Linked DNA regions of Capsicum annuum: region 1 is linked to region 2. A link is a contact called in public Hi-C data. All regions are on one chromosome and are shown on one strand. Each heading gives the region's core, a stretch centred on a gene start, on an enhancer-like site or on the middle of the called end of the contact. The rest is flanking DNA. Distances are from core to core; before and after follow the strand shown. Region 1 overlaps LOC107873402 (calcium-dependent protein kinase 13). Region 2 overlaps LOC107843449 (PHD finger protein ALFIN-LIKE 1).

Region 1 (6,212 bases), core at 2,738-5,237, 210 kb after region 2:
TGCCCTCATGTGCATTGACCAAGGCATCCCAGATTTTCTTGGCAGTGGTACAATTTGACACTCTTTTATACTCAGTTGGACCTAGTCCACACACTAAAATATTTTTATCCTTCACATTCTTCCTTAAACGGTCAAATCATCAGCAGTAAATTCATTTCTCACTTTCTTGACATGTTCACCATCAACTAGTTTTATTGGAATAGTTGGACCATCAGTGATCCTGTCCCACAACTCGTAGTCTTCACCTCAAAGAAATATTTTCATCCTAGCTTTCCACCAAATAAAGTGAGAACCATCAAACAGTGGGGGTCTAGTAGTGGATTGACCTTCACTATGAGCAGTAGGTGGTGCAGAATTCATCATAGTGATCTTTGTCTTAGGTGCTAACCTTTTTAAAGGAAACCTCTCTCTGATACCACTTGTTAGAGTACGTGCCTTACTGATTACCTTATTTTAGCCTAGTTGTTGCCTATCGATGAAACGGGTTGACTAACGTGTTTCAAACTAGCTAAATAGTAAGTAAATAACATAGTAAATTTTCACGTGAAAAACACCCGACTCAAAGAGGTGTAAAAAAAATACGACATGTACCTCTACAAGATTTAGCCTCAACTCCACTAAATTACTTGAGCCTCAACAATCAACAAATTACAAGACTCTTGTAAACTAGGAATTATAAACTTCTAATTCCTACTTCTACAAAATACAAACCTTCCCAAGGTGTGTGTTCCCCAAGTCTTCGAGTTCTCCAACTTGAAGACAATAATCCTAACTCATTTTACAGAGACTAGAAGTAGATAAACAGTACAGCTAAAGTCTAGGACTCCTTAACTCTAAGTAATAGTAACAAGTTCAACTATGACTCCTTCAAGCTTTGGGACTGCAGAGATAATTTGTCGATGGTTACTATCTTTGTAGGTGCATGAGTGACTATCTGTGTCACTTGCTCTATTTAACAATAACTCTTCAAAGAGTCTTTTATGTCGTCAATCTTCTATCTTTCGTTGGACTCTTCAACTCATCAAAGTTTGTTGTTAAGCCAAAGTCTTTCTTCAATTAAATCTCCTCATTTGAGTGAAACACTTTCTTTAACTTATCTTCAAGTGTTTACTCAAACACAACTTCTTTTTCACATGTGATAATCATTATGATTTTATCAAGTCCTGATCTCAAGCATTCTTGTCTTGTCTTCATCTTCTAGTGACGAACTTGTGTTATCTTGACTCTACACCTCAGTTCAGTGGACCATTTCAACTAGCATGTTTCATTCAATCACCAAAACAATCCCAACAGTATTCAACTATAAAAGATTGACTTAACGCACCTCTGCTTGATGATTCTTTTTCTTTTTATTAGTCGGTTCAAAAAGTTTCAGATACTAAATTCTTATAACAAGATTAAAAAAAAAAAAGCACTCATTGAAGGATTAATGGTAGAACGGCAAAGGTTTCTCCACCCTATATTGTATAGTAGACTTTTTTTTTTGTCTTGTGTATTGCATAGTAGACTTTCTACTATGCAGACCCCAAATTAAGTGTGCTATGAGAATAATTCTCATTCTTATTATTAGTACTAGTACCTTTGTACTTATTTCTTCATAGTACCTTTTAATGAAATGCGTAGTATGTAATGCTTATTTTGTATTTTGAAAACTTGCATGATATGGAGCGAAAAAAGCACGAGCATGTTTTCTAGTAAATAAATAATAGGGATTCGCTTGGTTGCTATCGTTCATGTATTATAATTAGCATAATTTTTTTTTGTTGTTGCATAAAATTTAGCAGATCGAGTATGGTATTTGAACATCATTTTACAATCCCACATAACCAAAATATGTACTTCATAAGTTGTGAGCCAATTGATGTATTATGTTATACAGAATAGAAGATTGAATAATTATTGTATCGAATACTAAAAGTGAACTTTGGACTTATTTAATTAAGAGACTATTTTGAGCATATACCCTCAAGTATAAGATCCATTTTTATCAACTTGTGGCAAATTTAACTGGCCAACTGTTAAATGAGCTCCCACCTTTTCGCTTTCTTGGTGACTCAAAATCATTATCTCAAAGTTGAAGTGGAGGGTGCTTACCATCCGAGCAACCTTCACTTATCTAGGGTCAGATAATTTTAGTTGTTAACTTTTCTAGGTCTGGTTATACTTGTTGTAATTAGGGTAAATTCTGGTCTAGTAATATTATTTATCGGTTATATGTACGTTTGAGTTTTTCTTCCAGTTTATCTTAGCTCGTCATATACCTATTCGTTCGACTTTTTTTTTTTATAACATTTCTTCTTATATATAGAGAGAGAAAAGTCATGATTAAAGAATTGATCCAGTCCCTTCATATTACTTCTGCAATTACTATACATCAACTAATCAAAGGAATCCAGCTCCTCTCCATTTTCACCCAAGGTCATACCTTGATTGAATGATACATGGCATCGTTCAAAATTGAATGCAATAAAAAGGTTAATTCACAAAAAAACTAAAAGATGAAATTCTTGCGTAGGAAAAACAAGTAGGAAGAGAACTTTTTATTGCTTTATTTATGGATATGTTAAAATTGTGGGATCACAATATTTTTTTAAACTAAATATATAATGTAGCTATTATCTAAACAATAGTTAGAGATTTACTTAGAATAATTAAATTTTAGTCATTCAATTTGAACTATGTCAGATGTTATTATTCAAGATAGGAACTTGGACAAAATGGAGAGAGTGGAAATGGAGGGGAGCCGAATCGGCATCGAAACTTCCATTGAACGTTACTCCTGGTAGCAAATAATATTGAAGCAGATCTGCTTCAATTGAGAGAATACAACAACATAGTGAAATCCAACGAGTGGAGTCTGGGGAAGATAGATGCACGCAGACCTTACAACTATCCCGTGGAGATAGAGAGATTATTTCTAGAGGACTTCATTTGAGAGTATGAGCATTAGAATTTAAACCTGCCTACTCTCCATACTCCAAGAATTAGTTTCTTATGGGCACAAAATATGATAGGGTTACTTCTTTCTAGGGGTAGGGGTGGGCATGATATGGTATATACTGAATACCAGATTGAAATCGAAATTTTTTATACCGCAGTATGGATGTTATGGTATTTGGTAGGAATTTTAAATTATTTTGATATTTGATATGGTATTTGGTATTTATGCAATAAATACCGAAATGCCGTATACCGCACCGAAGTTTTTTAATAACATATAAAACCCATATATATATTATATTTAACATTATTAAATATATTTATATATCATCCATTATCCAATTGAACACAAAAGTAGCTTTTATTCAGAAATAAATTTTTTGAGAAGCTTATTATTTAAGAGTACTATGCTTAAGTTTTGGTACAGTTGTTCAGAGTTTGCATCTCAGACTATTCAATTGTGATTGAAATGTTATTTTTGTGTAATTGATTAACAAAGATAGTTGTTAGCCTAACATGATTGAGATGTTTTTAAAATTTAAAGTTATAGTTTTTTTAGATGAATATATGTAATTTTAGAAATCAAATAAAGTATGATTACCGAATTACCATACCGTAAAATACCGAAACCGAATTTAAAAATACCGAACCATGCCGAACTAATTTGGTATGGTAATGGTATTATTCTTTTATATACCGAAAATCAAAGTTACCGTACCGAAGTTTAAAATACCGTACCGTACCGTACCATGCCCACCCCTACTTCTTTCACAAAGACTATGCTCTACTACGTAGTTTTTGAGTTTTCTGAACAAGAACAATTGTTCAGAGAAGAGGAAAGAATCATACATTGTGCGTTACCATCACCGATAAACTAATTGGTTTACTCAAACTAACAATTTGAAGAGGTTAACCAGATGAAAGTCACCTCTTCTTGATCCTGGAACGCCAACAATCTAAGCCGAACACCGTAACAATATCAAAGTATGATATAATGCACGTTGGATACAGTACTTACTACTTCTGCCTCTCTGAACTTCTCACTCGTTCCCCAAGTTAAGTGACCCGTCCTTCATTAGCTTCACACTCAGACTATTAAATCTCCCTCTTGAGTAATGTCGAGAAGCCTTTCTCCAATCTGTCCCAGTTTTCATCATGGCTGCAAATTCATCATAGCTTATGCGCCCATCCTGCAAAAAAGTGAAGATGAAAAGAAATCATCACTACTCTGTATTCATGTTTAGTCATACAGGATTTGTGTGCTGGTCTGTTTACCTTGTCTGTATCGACTTCCTGGAAAATGTCATTAGCAACATTGGTACAGTCATCTGAGCCATCCTCCATCAGTGCATCCCGAAGTTCATCTGGTTCGATATAACCATTGCCATCCTTGTCGAAGAAGGAAAAAGCTCTGTGCAGATGTTCGTCATTTGACATCCTTTGAAGATGGAGTGAGATGGCAATAAATTCCCCATAGTCCAGAGTCCCTTTCCCGTTAGTGTCAATCTGTTAAAAATGGACCCAACTTATTAATATCTGTGGCATTGTCGCTTATTTTTTAAATTGTTTTTGCTGTCCGTCCTTCATTATTATTTTCACTAATTCTTATCAAGGGATAGAGGATAAAGTTTTTACGTGTTTTATATGAAGTATTTCAACCATTAACTGCATTTCAAGGATAATGCTAGCAATGAACTATAAGAGGAAAGCATAATTATCTGCACCAGTTTCTAAGTATTAAGACCTCAGCACAGAAGAGTAACATTAAAATCACTGAGGCTGCGAAGCATACATCAAAAGTAGAATCTATTTGTCGATCTCTAAATAGAAACAAGGTCAATTTAGGAAATCATGAGGGGAAATCAACTAACCCATAAAGAACAGAGATAGTCATCCATTACCCTGGTGATATAAGTCAACTTTTATTCGTTTAAGAGATAAACTCGCAAACTATAGATAAGACGACAACTACAACTTTCCCCAAAAATCCGAAATCAAAAAGGAAGATTGAATAGTTCTTTTCTGCCTTTTCTCTTTCCTCGTCCGTCCTTTCCTAGTAGTTTCTTTCCCCCTCTTTTAACTGATAAAATGAACTCTCCATGCTTCCGTGGTTTTAAACTGTTCATCTTTTTCTCTGCTGATTCTCTATGAGAGGAAACATATAATAAATATTTCAGCAGGGTCAATATCTTTTTCTTTAATAATCATGGTGTCTGGGCCAGCTTGCATGCACCTATACTAATTCCACAGGGTGCCTGCTATCTCCCACCAGCATAGGTCCCAGCAAGATCAATTTATCCTAGAGCAACAAGGTTGGGCCACACAAATTTAAGTCTAAAACAACTATTCTAGTCCAAGAGGCAACATACATACGTTATGGACAAAGTTCATAACATTAACATGTGAGATGATAAGGATTGCAGATATTATCAGCCTTTAAATACCACAAGCAAGCTTATGTATTACTCCTAGTTAACCCAGGGAAAAACTGAGACATCAAAGCTAAAAAGTTTTTTATCAAAGAACAGGCAGGTGTACTCACAGCTTCAATAAGCATCTTGATTTCAGAATCAGCCAGCTGTGAATTGACTTTTTGAAGTCCAGCTTTTAGTTCTTCTACAGAAACAATACCATCGTTATCGGTATCTATCTTGCTAAACATTTCTTTGAGGTCTTCAACTTCTTCATTTGACAAGAAATCAGCAATTACCTGCATTTGATAGAGCACCTTTTAGTGTTCCTAAGAGCAAGGGTGTTTAGTACAAAAATATTGTACGAATATTAAACTAACCCTCAGAGCTTTCCTCTTAAACCTATTCATCATTGCGAACTGCTTAAGTCTTGACTTGACCATATCTCCAAGAGGAACATTTGGAGCCTTCTTAGCATTTTGAAGCCAAGGATGTTCTACAAGACAGAATACATATTACAGAAAATACAAGAAAACCACCTTCAAGCTTCAAAATGGAGATTATCTGCCAATTTTCCAAATCTTATTTCAATTCATCAAATTCAGCAGTGTCCATTTTTTGTAAACTTCAGCTGTCATAAAACTGAAAAAGGTTTTCTTTCTTTCTTGATAGGCAGAATACCGAAACAGACACATGTACTTGATTTTAAAGCCCCTAGTCTCGGTTTTCCTATTTTAATACTTCTATTAAACAGAATAAGCATTAATAAACGCCTTAGACAGTTGACCTTCTTGCCTATATGGAGGCAGTGCAGTTGATGTGGCTGAATTGCACGCTGAATTCAGCCACATCAGCTACACC
Region 2 (6,207 bases), core at 2,565-5,064:
TTACGTACCCCCTGTGCTTCCAGCTTCACTACTACCTCGTTCTCCCGCCTCAAGTCATTAAACTTACATTCCACATACTCTGTCTTGCTTCTGCTCACCCTGAACCCTTTAGACTCAAGAGTTTGCCTCCACATCTCTAATTTGTCATTTACACCCCCTCGAGTCTCATCTATCAGAACTACATCGTCTGCAAAGAGCATACACCACGGCACCTCCCCTTGAATACGCCGCGTCAACACATCCATTACTAACGCAAACAAAAAGGGACTAAGAGTAGATCCCTGATGCAATCCTGTCCGGACAGTGAAATGCTCTGAGTCTCCTCCCGCCGTCCTCACCTGGGTTTTCGCTCCCTCATACATATCCTTAATTACTCTGATATATGCCTGCGATACTCCCCTCACCTCCAAGCATCTCCAAAGCACCTCCCTGGGGACTTTGTCGTAAGCCTTTTTCAGGTCGATAAACACCATGTGCAGATCCTTCTTCCTTTCCCTATACTGCTCCGCCAACCTCCGTACCAGGTGGATTGTCTCCGTCGTCGAGCGGCCGGGCATAAATCCGAACTGGTTTTTCGAGATAGACACTATCCGTCTCAGCCTCACCTCGACCACTCTCTCCCAGATCTTCATAGAGTGACTCAATAACTTAATCCCCCTATAGTTATTACAACTCTGAATGTCCCCCTTATTCTTATAGAGAGGGATCATGGTACTCCACCTCCACGCCTCGGGCATCTTTGCCGTCCTGAAAATTTCATTAAACAATCCAGTTAACCACCTTACACCAGCCTCTCCAACGAACTTCCAAAACTCCACCGGTATCTCATCCGGCCCCGTCGCCCTACCCCTACGCATCCTGCGGACTGCCTGTCTAACCTCTTCTACCTTAAAACGTCTACAATAGCTAAAATCCCGACACTCCTCTGAGTGCTCCAGTTCCCCTAACACAATAGCTCTGTCCCCCTCGTCATTCAAGAGCCTATGAAAGTACGACTACCATCTCTTCTTACCAAAAGGTAAAGAGCCTACACAAAAATTTGGTTCTCCATAAAATACACCCAATCTTAGATACAAAAATGAATCTCATGGGGCCACCAGTAAAAGCTTGAGACAAGAGGCTATTCCTCGAATGCACCCAAGTCATTTTCAACTCTATCAAAAGCTCTCATATTCCCTCCACCCATAGGACCCAGAAGAGGTTGTCGAAGAAAATCTTCACTATTTCTTGCTCTCTATGTATATTATTCTTTTCAAAGTTATATGACACCCATTTTTATTTTGTATTGGTCAGATTTGAAGTAACCATTTAACTTAATTTTTGGCATGTGTTTGATTATGCAGTTCCGACTTGGTATATTGTGCTCAATCAAAGTAGGACTATAAAGCTTGTTTTCTTTTCCTCTCTTTCTCTGATGGAATAAGATAAAGATTAGGGGACCAAAGATATCCAATAGAAGAGGCCAAAAACTGCTCACCACGCCAATAAGATTATGCAGAATGTCACCTTTCTAAATAGAAATAACTTGACTTTAAATATCTGCTTTACCCGCTCCCCCCTCAGCCCACTTAACTTCAAATATCCATTTTACCCGCTCCCCCCTCAGCCCTCAGGTTGCATATGTACAAACTTCTTGGATGGTTTACACATCTTGTCAAACAATGTCGAATAAAATGAAAAGGATGTCGTAGTAAGTTTATCACGTGATGTACATTTCTTTTCTGATTGATCAAAGGGGATGCACATATCTTACTCAAAAAATAAAATAGAAGGGGATATACATGTATAACATGCTTAAATTAATTTCGCAGGAAGAAAAAGAAAGGAAGAGATTATCCTAACTTTCCTCTGTTTGTTCCTGCACAGAAAGCATCTGTACAGCTTGATCAATGATCTGCCCACTGTTTTTGAAGTTGTAGCAGAAAGAAAGCCCATAAAAGACAAACTTAGTGCAGATAGCGGGAGCAAACCCCGTGGTAGCATAAAGGTATAAGAAGCATCCTTCGACTCTATGTTCTTGTAGTTTCTGAGTCGGTAGGTGCCATTGGTATCATCAGGTTGTTGATGCTTGGGGATTAAGTTCATTATGCTCTAATGGAGATTCAAGTTCTCTCTGTATGTCCTTATCTAAGTATTTTCTGTTTCTTCGGATACGAAATAACTGCTCTCACATTTCTGCAGAGGACGGTTGATGTTCAGGTTAAAACCACTGCAATGCCAGCAGATGAAAGCTGCAGCGAGGATGAAGAAGAACACGGTGAAACACTATGCGGAAGATGTGATGGGAATTACAATGCTAATGAATTTTGGATTGGCTGTGATATCTGCGAGAGATGGTTCCATGGTAAGTGTGTGAAGATCACACCTGCCAAAGCTGAGGGCATAAAGCAGTATAAATGCCCGTCATGTAGCTTGAAGCGGAGCAGACCATAGTTGCTTCATGAATTAGAGAGAGGGGTCATGCCATCAACTTTGTTGCTATGGCAACATACAAAATAGTACAGCATTATGTAATGGGATCCTAATTATAACATTTTCACCATGATCATTGGAACGGGGGATTGAGTTTGGGTTCTTCTTCCCTTAAATGGATAGTACAGCATTATGTAATGTGGTCCTAATCATAACATTTTCACCATCGCCATTGGAACGGGGGACTGAATTTGGGTTCTTCTTCCCTTATATCCACTTTAGATGCCTAAATAGAAAGTTTGTTAATTTATTCTTGATGTTGTATTATTTTTACGGTTTGAGCTGGTTTCAGATTGTTTTACTGGTTAACTGACAGTTCTACTGGCCTTGTTAGCTTTTTGATTTTAGATTTCTTCACCCAAATGTACACTGTAAAGTAGAAAGCAAGATGCCGAGTTCAGTTAGTTGACAACTCTTTTAGCTGGCTTAGTTTGTTTCCAAAATTTATCTGCATTCATTAGATTCCTACCTATCTTCCTGTCATAATATTTATCGCCCGTGTTAACATATTGTACTTGGCAAGCACCCAAGGGTGTGGCCTATTGATCAATGAAGTGGGTCGAGAACCATAAAGTCTCAACTTCGAATCTCAGCAAAGACAAAAAGTGGAATTAGTAGAGTTGTGAACAAGCTGACCCGGACGCCATGGTTATAAAGAAAAAAACCTATTGTGCTTGGCAACAATTGTAACTTATTTTTTCCCTGATACCTGTAAGCTTTGTCCTCCAACCTTTGTAGTAGTAGAAAATGCAATGTCTGGCAAGATCAGTGCAACTTGCCATGAGCTTAAGCGGAACTCATCTTTCATCAATGAAAAGCTGAAAAGGGACATAAAAATATTGAAATAGCACCAAATGTCTGCTTTGAACACTCATATCTGTTCAATCGATATTCACCGTGAATTAACTTTCATCTAGTTTCCAGGATGTTGGTATGAAAATCATTTTCTTCTCTACAATTCTCACAGTTTATCTCATGTATTCACTTTCATAAGTTTGTCAGGTTTTTGGCGTGGTAATTGTCACACAAAGTGAAACACTTTGCGTAGACAAGATAACAACAAGAAGTTAATGCTTGGCTATGCTAACTCTAGGCATACACGTCTAAAGTTGGGGAGACCAACTTCAAACATTACCGGTACACAAGATACCAATGCTGAGTTAATGCTTGGTTATTCCTACTTCAAGCATACGAGTCTAAAGTTTGGGAGGCGAACTTCAAACATTACTCGCAACTTTAGTCTCATAGATCTGAATTTGATTCCAAAACATCCAAACATTAAATGCTTTGTAATTTTCGATTACTCTATCAATGATGTTCTTCCAACCAACTTTTTTTGTTCTTGTTAAAGACAATACACATATTTTTGTCATGCATTTTTGGGGGGGTGGGGGTCGGATCAGCAGCTAGCAAATCCAGAAAATGTACCATCCCGTTTTAAAAATACAGCAATTAAGACCTGCAGGACATAAAAAGTTCAGTGTGTACTATTAAATGCAACAATTTAACATATAGCTAGCCAAATGGGGAAACATTATAGGCCAGCTAGACTAATATTATTCAACCAACTGCCACTCTGTTTGGCATTTGCTAATACTAAATTTGGGTTGGACAACTTGGCGTGACGATAAAAGAAAAAAAAGTAGTTCAAGGTGACATTAATAATAACTATAACGTGTCTTTTTATGATCTACGTAGTAATCAATTCAGTTTTCAAATCTCTATGAAAATGAAGTTAGAGAATTCAATCATGCATTTTTAATTACTATTATTTTAAAAGAAGTCATTAATTATTTGACCCAGCTAAAATTAAAAGCTCATGCAGAAAGTACAGAGGAAGGAAAATCTTTCACGTGTACTAACTGTCATCATACCAAGATAAGGCCATGATAACACTTATCGTGGTTCAGCCTTGATAAGTAAGCTGATCACCCCCAAAGAAAAAAAATACAAAATAAATAATGCAGTAAAGTAAAACAAGGCTTCTAGAACGAAGTCGAGTCATATGTGTCGAGTTATATATATATATATATATATATATATATATATATATATATTATCAAAGGGCAGAAATTCGAACAAGATACAAAAACCATCCCAAGATGCAAATTGAATTTGAAGTACTGAAAACAAAAATAAAGACATCCAGATAGACAAGAAGAGGTTTGGGGTCGACTTTGAAGACATAGAGCAACCGATACCTCGAATATCACCAATCAATAACACGATTTGAACCTCCGTGTGTAATACTCATACTAGGATTTGCACCGAAAGGACACATTAGAGGTGAGTACAATCCATTTGTATTCAGTAGGTATCATAGGCCGACTGAGCAAAACAGAAAATAAGGTAAAATAAAATAAACTATGAGCACGTCACCTGAAAGTAGAAAAGTCTCAAACGGTAGCTCATACCGCCTCCACCAACAGTTCTAAATATATAAATATTAAAAAGAAAACAAGTACAAATACATATGAAAAGTACACGAAACTAAATACAAATCAAGGAAACTAAAGAAATATGAAATATGCATATGCAAATACAATGCAATGCAATATAGATGAGATGAATGGTGAAAGCCATCGCATGACTTTCTATATACATCCACCGAGTTCGCAGCTCCCAGGTAGGACCCATGAGGATTTTGCAATCCATATACTATATCTCATACCTCAAATCTCAAACCATCTCTCCGGCTCGTGTTCACAGAGAGGAATTTTATAAAAATGTCTTTTTTTTTTTTAAACTAATGTTCCTCAATAGTGTCAGTAACTCATGAATGTATACATATGGAATGAGGATGTAATGCTCACAATCAAATTAGTATAAAGATATCTAATCCATCTAACATGTATATAAGTGAGCCCAGAATCAACTCAATATGTCCGCAATTCGTGATTATCAACTCTAATTGGGCACCATCGAGATAAATATGCATGTAAGACATCATTTAGATCATATCAATCCATAACTCAGGCATTTCTATCATGAAAAAGACAATCAATGCTCAAAAGTCCTAAAATAACAATCTAAGCCCCACACAAATATTATATCTAGAATAACAACATTTAAATCCACAGATAAGGCCAATTATGTCAAATAAAGTCCCCACATGGGAAACACAACAATATCAGATATCACAAATCAACGATAATAGAATATAAGCCCCCACGCAGGCACACAAAAACAATAATAGTCTCGAAGTATAAACTCCATAGTTATTTCTCCAACCCATAGCATGCTTTACTTATTTATTAACTACTCAACTCAATCTGAAAGAAGTTAAGCCATAAGCTACTTCAAAAGGATAAAATTCAAGCCTAAAGTGCCTCGACACGGAGATTTCTCCTTTCGAACGACCTCAAAATCAATTAAAACATTCAAATATAGCATCTACGTGTTAAGAGAAAGTTAATGATACCCCTATTGCCCATATTTCAGTCGGTTTCAAAATAGGTTCGAAAAATGAGTTCAAAAAATAAATGGGTAAGGTCAAATTTTATTTTAGAAATATATTTTCAAAGATTATAGGAGTCTACACCTGAAAATCCATGAAAAAATGATATCCAAAATGAAGAAAAATTATTTTTAAACTTTACCATTAAAAATATCAAAGTCTCATTTCAAAATCATGATTAAAAGATGTTTTTGAAGATGTAATCAATGAAAAATAATGAGAATATAAGTTTAGAGGTTTCCCATACAAAACACGAGATAGAAATTCTTAAAAATCAC

What was found. A called contact is a pair of places that touch in the nucleus more often than the background predicts.
Region 1: a contact with region 2 is called in a Hi-C map of leaf, with 2.7 times the contacts expected there. The contact joins two enhancer-like sites. A contact is called at or near these places in 2 of 5 Hi-C or Micro-C datasets (leaf and placenta).

The regions. Positions count from the first base shown.
Region 1 is chr10:188,812,329-188,818,540 of UCD10Xv1.1, forward strand. LOC107873402 (calcium-dependent protein kinase 13) reads right to left here. Exons shown (of 7, transcript XM_016720249.2): 4 at 5,732-5,847; 5 at 5,483-5,650; 6 at 4,216-4,446; 7 at 3,575-4,130. The coding sequence ends at 3,981. Among protein-coding and RNA genes, the nearest start is that of LOC124888165, 11 kb to the left of the region's middle. Within about 2 kb of position 3,988, at least 2 of the 5 cell types and tissues checked have an H3K27ac peak or open chromatin away from gene starts, as enhancers often do. A contact at or near this core is called in leaf, where this site is marked.
Region 2 is chr10:188,600,932-188,607,138 of UCD10Xv1.1, forward strand. It overlaps LOC107843449 (PHD finger protein ALFIN-LIKE 1), which reads left to right. Exons shown (of 5, transcript XM_016687750.2): 4 at 1,867-1,987; 5 at 2,182-2,942. The coding sequence ends at 2,433. Among protein-coding and RNA genes, the nearest start is that of LOC107843449, 8.7 kb to the left of the region's middle. Within about 2 kb of position 3,815, at least 3 of the 5 cell types and tissues checked have an H3K27ac peak or open chromatin away from gene starts, as enhancers often do. A contact at or near this core is called in leaf, where this site is marked.